Regions from separate parts of the Mus musculus genome. Here region 2 is linked to region 1. Evidence: chromatin contacts called from public HiChIP or PLAC-seq data. All regions are on one chromosome and are shown on one strand. Each heading gives the region's core, a stretch centred on a gene start, on an enhancer-like site or on the middle of the called end of the contact. The rest is flanking DNA. Distances are from core to core; before and after follow the strand shown. Region 1 overlaps Pdcd6ip (programmed cell death 6 interacting protein). Region 2 holds the start of Ubp1 (upstream binding protein 1).

The links. HiChIP or PLAC-seq counts read pairs in DNA pulled down with a chosen protein or histone mark.
Region 2: an H3K27ac HiChIP or PLAC-seq map of embryonic stem cells shows a contact between it and region 1, with 2.4 times the contacts expected there. The contact joins the promoter of Ubp1 here to the enhancer-like site in region 1. A contact is called at or near these places in 2 of 39 promoter capture datasets (liver and neural stem cells), 1 of 484 Hi-C or Micro-C datasets (embryonic stem cells), 6 of 115 datasets of contacts at active chromatin or transcription factors (the 230-238 cell line, bone marrow-derived macrophages, embryonic stem cells and 3 more) and 2 of 9 other capture datasets (adipose tissue and liver).

The regions. Positions count from the first base shown.
Region 1 is chr9:113,669,107-113,671,954 of GRCm38.p6, forward strand. Pdcd6ip (programmed cell death 6 interacting protein) reads right to left here. Exons shown (of 18, transcript NM_011052.2): 12 at 2,651-2,820. Among named protein-coding and RNA genes, the nearest start is that of Gm36745, 27 kb to the left of the region's middle. Within about 2 kb of position 1,390, at least 25 of the 459 cell types and tissues checked have an H3K27ac peak or open chromatin away from gene starts, as enhancers often do. A contact at or near this core is called in embryonic stem cells and neural stem cells, where this site is marked.
Region 2 is chr9:113,929,860-113,932,707 of GRCm38.p6, forward strand. It overlaps Ubp1 (upstream binding protein 1), which reads left to right and starts at 1,453. Exons shown (of 16, transcript NM_001372510.1): 1 at 1,453-1,907. The coding sequence starts at 1,795. It overlaps Gm39439 (a long non-coding RNA gene), which reads right to left and starts at 1,067. Exons shown (of 4, transcript XR_003948257.1): 1 at 868-1,067.

The DNA.
Region 1 (2,848 bases), core at 140-2,639:
AAGACCAAAAAAGGAAAAATAGGCAATAAATATTTCTAAGATTTAAAATAAAACTGATTTTTTTTTCATACAATATATTCTGATAACCGTTTCCCTTCCCCCAACTCCTCCTGATTTCTCTCCATCTCCCTATCCACCCAGATCCATGCCCTTCCTATCTCTCCTTAGAAGCACAGGCATCTAATGAAAAGTAATAAAATAAAACAAAAACAAACTGGAATAAGTCAAAATAAACAAACAAAAGAAAAGCGAGCCAAAGAAAAAGAACAAGAAACACATATATTTAAGACAGAGTCTCATCATGCAGCCTGGCTAACCTGGATCTCACTATGCAGACCCGGTTAACCTCGAACTCAGAGATCTCACAAGTCTCTACCCAGTCATGCACACCATGCCTGGCTGTCAGACAGCAATGTTTTACCATGAACACTCTGGGAAAACGATCATCAAAGTTTACGGTAAAAGTTTGAATCAGCTTTGATAACATATGATGTCTTCTAAATTAACAGAGGCTCATGATACATAAGCACAGCGTGCTGAACATTTTCTTTGTACCTGTCAGGAAATCCAGCTTCAATACAATAACTTAGTGTTGATTATAAAAGATTTTACCTCTAGTGCCGGGCGTGGTGGCGCACGCCTTTAATCCCAGCACTCGGGAGGCAGAGGCAGGAGGATTTCTGAGTTCGAGGCCAGCCTGGTTTACAGAGTGAGTTCCAGGGCACCCAGGGCTACACAGAGAAACCCTGTCTTGAAACACACCCCCACCCCAAAAAAAGACTTTACCTCTGTGTGCAATGGCATTACAGATTATCAAAAAGCCTCTGTTAATTTAAATTAATAAATTTACAAAAAAATAATGGCTTACTAGTTCTGATTTTGCTTAGCATAAATGATTTTTGCTTTTCCATGAAAGAGAAATCAATCCATATAAATTTATCAATAAGACACCAATGGTCTGGGACTGTAGAACCTAACAAACCTTTGGTTTCAATCCCCAGCGGGGAAAGAAAATAGAAGAGACCAAAAAGAATAAGAAAGATGTGTCCCACAGCTATCTTTCTCTAAAATTAAAAAAACAAAAAACAAAAAAGAAACGTGCCAAGGGCTGGAGATGCAGCTCTGTAATAGCATGCTTACCCAGCTATTCAATCCCCTGCTCTGCCAGGACAGACATAGGAATGTTTCAGGTTAAAGGCTTGCTTGGGCATGTAGAAAGGCTTTGTCTCTGAAAAGGGGGGTTGGGAGTAAGCTGGGGACACAGCTCAGTGGTAGAATGCCCATATAATATGCACCAGGCCCTGGTTTAATCCTCAGCCCTGCAGGGCAGGGGTTAGGGATCCTGTTGCTGTTCCCTGGGGCTATTCTCGTGTTTAGATTCCTTGCTCTTCACATCCTCGTGTTCTGACCAGATCCAGGCATGTAGCTGGCATTCCTGGTCCACCCATCCTGTAGCCCTGGATCCCTTAGACACACTGCTCTGCAGCTCTCCTGCTGTTGAGTGCTGCCCGGGACCTGCTCTGCCCTCCACACCCTCTACCAGTGCACTCAATACATGAACACAGCTGAGGCCATGAGGAACCTCAGCTGTGCTCATGTATTCTCCCTCTGTTCTCACAGTATACCAGTTTCCCAAGAAGACTCCCAAAGTGGTGCCCCACACTACTGTCTAAATCCGAACAGCAACCCCGATGCTTTTCCTGCTGAGTTTATAAACTTGTAACCAATCATTGTCATCTTTGTACATGACAAAGGTTCCACACTGGACAACAAGCTGAGATAAAGAAAGGTTATATTCATTTGCTAATTTTACAAAGTACTTAACACAGTAAGTACTCACGAAGTAAGTCTTGCTAGAATATATATAATTATTCTATACAAAGAGAAATAAAGAAGAGTATTAACAACTTTAGAAATCTATTGTGCCTGGAAATGTACCTTTTCAATACACTGTTTCTTACTTGCCTGGACTTACTTCCTAGGCAGCAGGGAGCCTCTAATGTAATACAACTGACCTTACAGCAGCCACCACCACATTCTGCCTGCATTTTCTCTCCTCTCTAAGACTTCCCTAATGAGAGGCTCTGTGGGTTCGCTCTCCTGCCATCATTAGAAATATCATCCTGATGCTGTCCATTTACTAACATGCACACCTTGCCAATCTTCCCTTCAAACCATGTGGAATACAAAGAAAATCATGAAGAACAAAGAAACTAAAGTTGGAAGGCTCCCATCTTCTTCACCCCAAGGGAAGTTTCTGTCCTTTCTAAGCTTCCCTTTTACAACATCTGAGTTAAACACTGTTAGCATATGAAGTACCAGCTCACAAAAGTAACTCAACAAATGAAAATTCCAACAGGACATTAATCAATAACTCCACTATCACTCAATGTATAGAATGCTAGTTTTGATATAACAACCCCGATTTACTTCTGTATGTGTTTATGTGTCTGTCTGTGAGCATACAAGAATGTGTGGTACTTGGACTCAAACCCCAAGCCTGGTGCAAGCTAAACAAGTGGCCTTCCATGAAGCTGCACCCCAAGCCCCTTCGGCTGAGTTGGCAGTAAGACTCTGGCAGTCTCTACGTAGCAACTTGAACAGAGTCCCATGAACACAGGACTCCCCATGTCACGTTCTCCCTTCTCACCTCGCTGCCCTGCATGGTCTTTGCTGGGTTAGCAGAGGGGATGGCAGCATTCAGCTCTGGCTCCGGCTTACACAGAAGTGCGATGGTGTCTCGATGGGACTGGTAGCGCTCCTTCACCTGTCCATCCGCTTGCACAGCTTTATCTAAAACGGCTCTGAATTTGGCTCCCTCTGGGGAAAAGAGTTTCCAGAACTCAGC
Region 2 (2,848 bases), core at 203-2,702, 260 kb after region 1:
GGGACAAAGAGCACACCCCATCACCCTGGCCCTGACCTTAGATGTTGGCAAATGTTAGCTTTCAGAGGCTGTGCTTCTACATATGTGTGAGTACTCTAGTGCATAAACTGATTAAAGAGACAAATGATAGCACAATTACACTTGTCCCAAGAATCAGAGAATTACTCCCCCTTCCCCCGTTATTTCCAACAGTTAATAATAAACCTGTCAAATGAACGTTGCTGGACCCACATCCGAATCCTTTGGAAACAATATTATGTGAAAAAAGCAATAATCGAGGGCCGGCTTGGAGGGAGCAGTTCTTCTCAAAGCTTGTTAGGGATACCCAGACACAGACTTCCATGAAGCAGTAAAAGGGAGCACTTGGGCATAGATAGGAAGTCTCTATGCTTAGTGTATTCTTTGTCTTTTGCTGCGGGTATCTGTGTGTGTGTGTGTGGTTTTTGTTTGTTTGTTTGTTTGTTTGTTTGTTTTGTCTTCGTGCTACCTGAACCATAACCTCCCGGGTTTGTTTGTTGTCTTTTGTTTTAGAAAAACACTAGTTTTCTTCACGTTAACTCTCACAGCAATTTGCATGGTTTGTGTTAGCGCACATGATTAAGGAATAACGAGGGTGTCACACACTCTTGTGCTATGTGCGTCACCAGATCTTCTGGGCTCTGCAAATTTGCTTTGTTTTGTTTTGAGACAAGCCCTTGTATATAACCTTGATTCAGCCGGAGCTCGCCAAGTAGACCAAGCTGACCTCGAACTCAGACCAGCATGCTTCTGCCTCCGGATTAAAGTTGAGTTGAGAGGGGCGGGGACCTTTTAGGGAGGGCTGACTGGCTTATTCTCCTGCCAATCAAGATCTTCTGCACAACAGACCTAGCTTACATCAGACGAGATGTACCCGCTTTTCTCTGGAGCGGGGGCAAAAGCCGACGAAAGGGTATTTCCCAGAACCGACGGAAGTAGGACCTGGAACCACTTCCTCCAGTGCGGGCCAATGAGCTCTTACTTATGGCAGTCAATTTAGTCCCGGAGGGGAAGAGCGTTTTGATTGGTGGCTCAGCCGGGAACGCAGAGGCTCACGGGAATCCATTCCGGCCGCTTCGCCGTGACTGCCCAGAAGACCTGTCAGTCAGCCGAGCGTAACCGGTCACACCTCTTCCGCCGCCAGGCCGCGACACCGCGGGGGCCGGGCAGCGCCGCTCGGCCCAGGCGCTAGTGCCGCCGCGAGGCGCGGGGCCGCGAGGGGCGGGCCTGGGAGGGGAGCGGCCGCAGGGGCGGGGCCGGAGGAGGAGGCGGAAGCGGCGAGCGAGCCCAAGCCGGAGCCGCATCGAAGCTGCGTCCGGGCCGGCGGAGCGGCGGCGGCGGGGTTGGCCGGGGCGAAGGGGCGCTGGAGCCTGGGCGGGCGGGCAGAGGGCTGGGGGGGGGGGGGCGCGGCCCGGGAGCGGGTGACGGGCGTGCCGGGGGGATGCGCGCTGGGGCTGTGGGGCGGGGCGGGCGGCGGCCGCGGGAGCGGCGCCGGGGGCGGGCGGCGGCATGAGGCGCGGGGCCGGCGGCCGCGGGAGGGCGGCGCGGCTCGCGGCCCGGTCGCTCCCGCCGCAGCTGCTGGCCCGCACGCTGTGCCCTGACAGCTGGGCCTCGGCCGCTCTCGTCTCAGCCGCGTCCCGCGCCGCCGCAGGTGACCACTCGCCGCGCCGCCGGAGGCTTCACCCGCGTCCTCCCTCAGGACGCGCCCGCGGAGCTCGGGCGCCTTCGCCCCGGACCCGGAGGCCGCGCTGCGCGGGGCGGCGGCGAGGCCGGAAGATGGCCTGGGTGCTCAGTATGGACGAGGTGATCGAGTCCGGGCTGGTGCACGACTTCGACTCCAGCCTGTCCGGCATCGGGCAGGAGCTGGGCGCCGGCGCCTACAGCATGAGGTAAGGGGCGCGCGGCTGCCTCCGCCGGGCGGGGCCTGGGCCGCGGGGTCGGGGTCCTGCCGCGTGGCGCCGTGGCCTGGGAGGCCGACGGGGGCGGCTAGCGGCGGAGGACCCCGTCGCTTCTGCCTGGGGAAGCCGCGCTAGCCGTTGAGATTGGGTCAGAGGGGCAGGGACTTTCTTTCCAAGTGATTTACGAGTCCTTTTAGCTGGAGTAGGCTGTACAAAAGGCACTGTTTCTAATGGGAAAACTGTAGCTTTTCCTACGGTGCCTGGTAGCGTGGCCTGCGACTTTCAGCCGCTTGACATTCTGATAGTAAGTTATATTGTGAGTGAAAGTAGCCCTGAGGGTTGGCGAGCGCAGTGACTTGCTTGTATAGTCTCCTGATTGAGAGTGAAGTTGGGCCCTTGCTAGGTTTCTTCATTCTCAAAGTGACTCCCCTCAGGCTGTTTCCTTTTGCAGAGGGCTTTAAGATTGTGCCACACACAATAGTTTAGTCACTGCTGTCTGCACCAGCAGCTGTTCCTTTTTGTGTAATTGGGAGAGGCGGAAACAGATAGGAGCCAAGTGTGTCTGCCCCTTACTTATCCCGAAAGAGTTGAAGAGTTCTTGGTGGCTCGGCAGCCCTTTGTTTCGATGTTGGAATATGGCTTGTGTAGGGTATGGTTTACCCAAGGAGGTAAAAAACGGAGTGGTTTTTGAAACGTGTGAATTAAGTGTAGTACTTAGTTTTCAGCAGTATGGTTGGTTGTGTAAAGTGTGCGATGTGGGCTCCCTGGGGCTCTCCTACCTTTCCTGCCGCCCAGGGGAGGTCAGAAGCATTGTTAATACCCTAAGAGAAATGCCCTGGGTCAGAGCTGGTCTGCACAAGTCCAGCCTCATCCCTGAAGCAATTAGCCTTGACTCTGGCGGGTCGGGAGGTTTCTTGGCCCGTGGAAAGAAG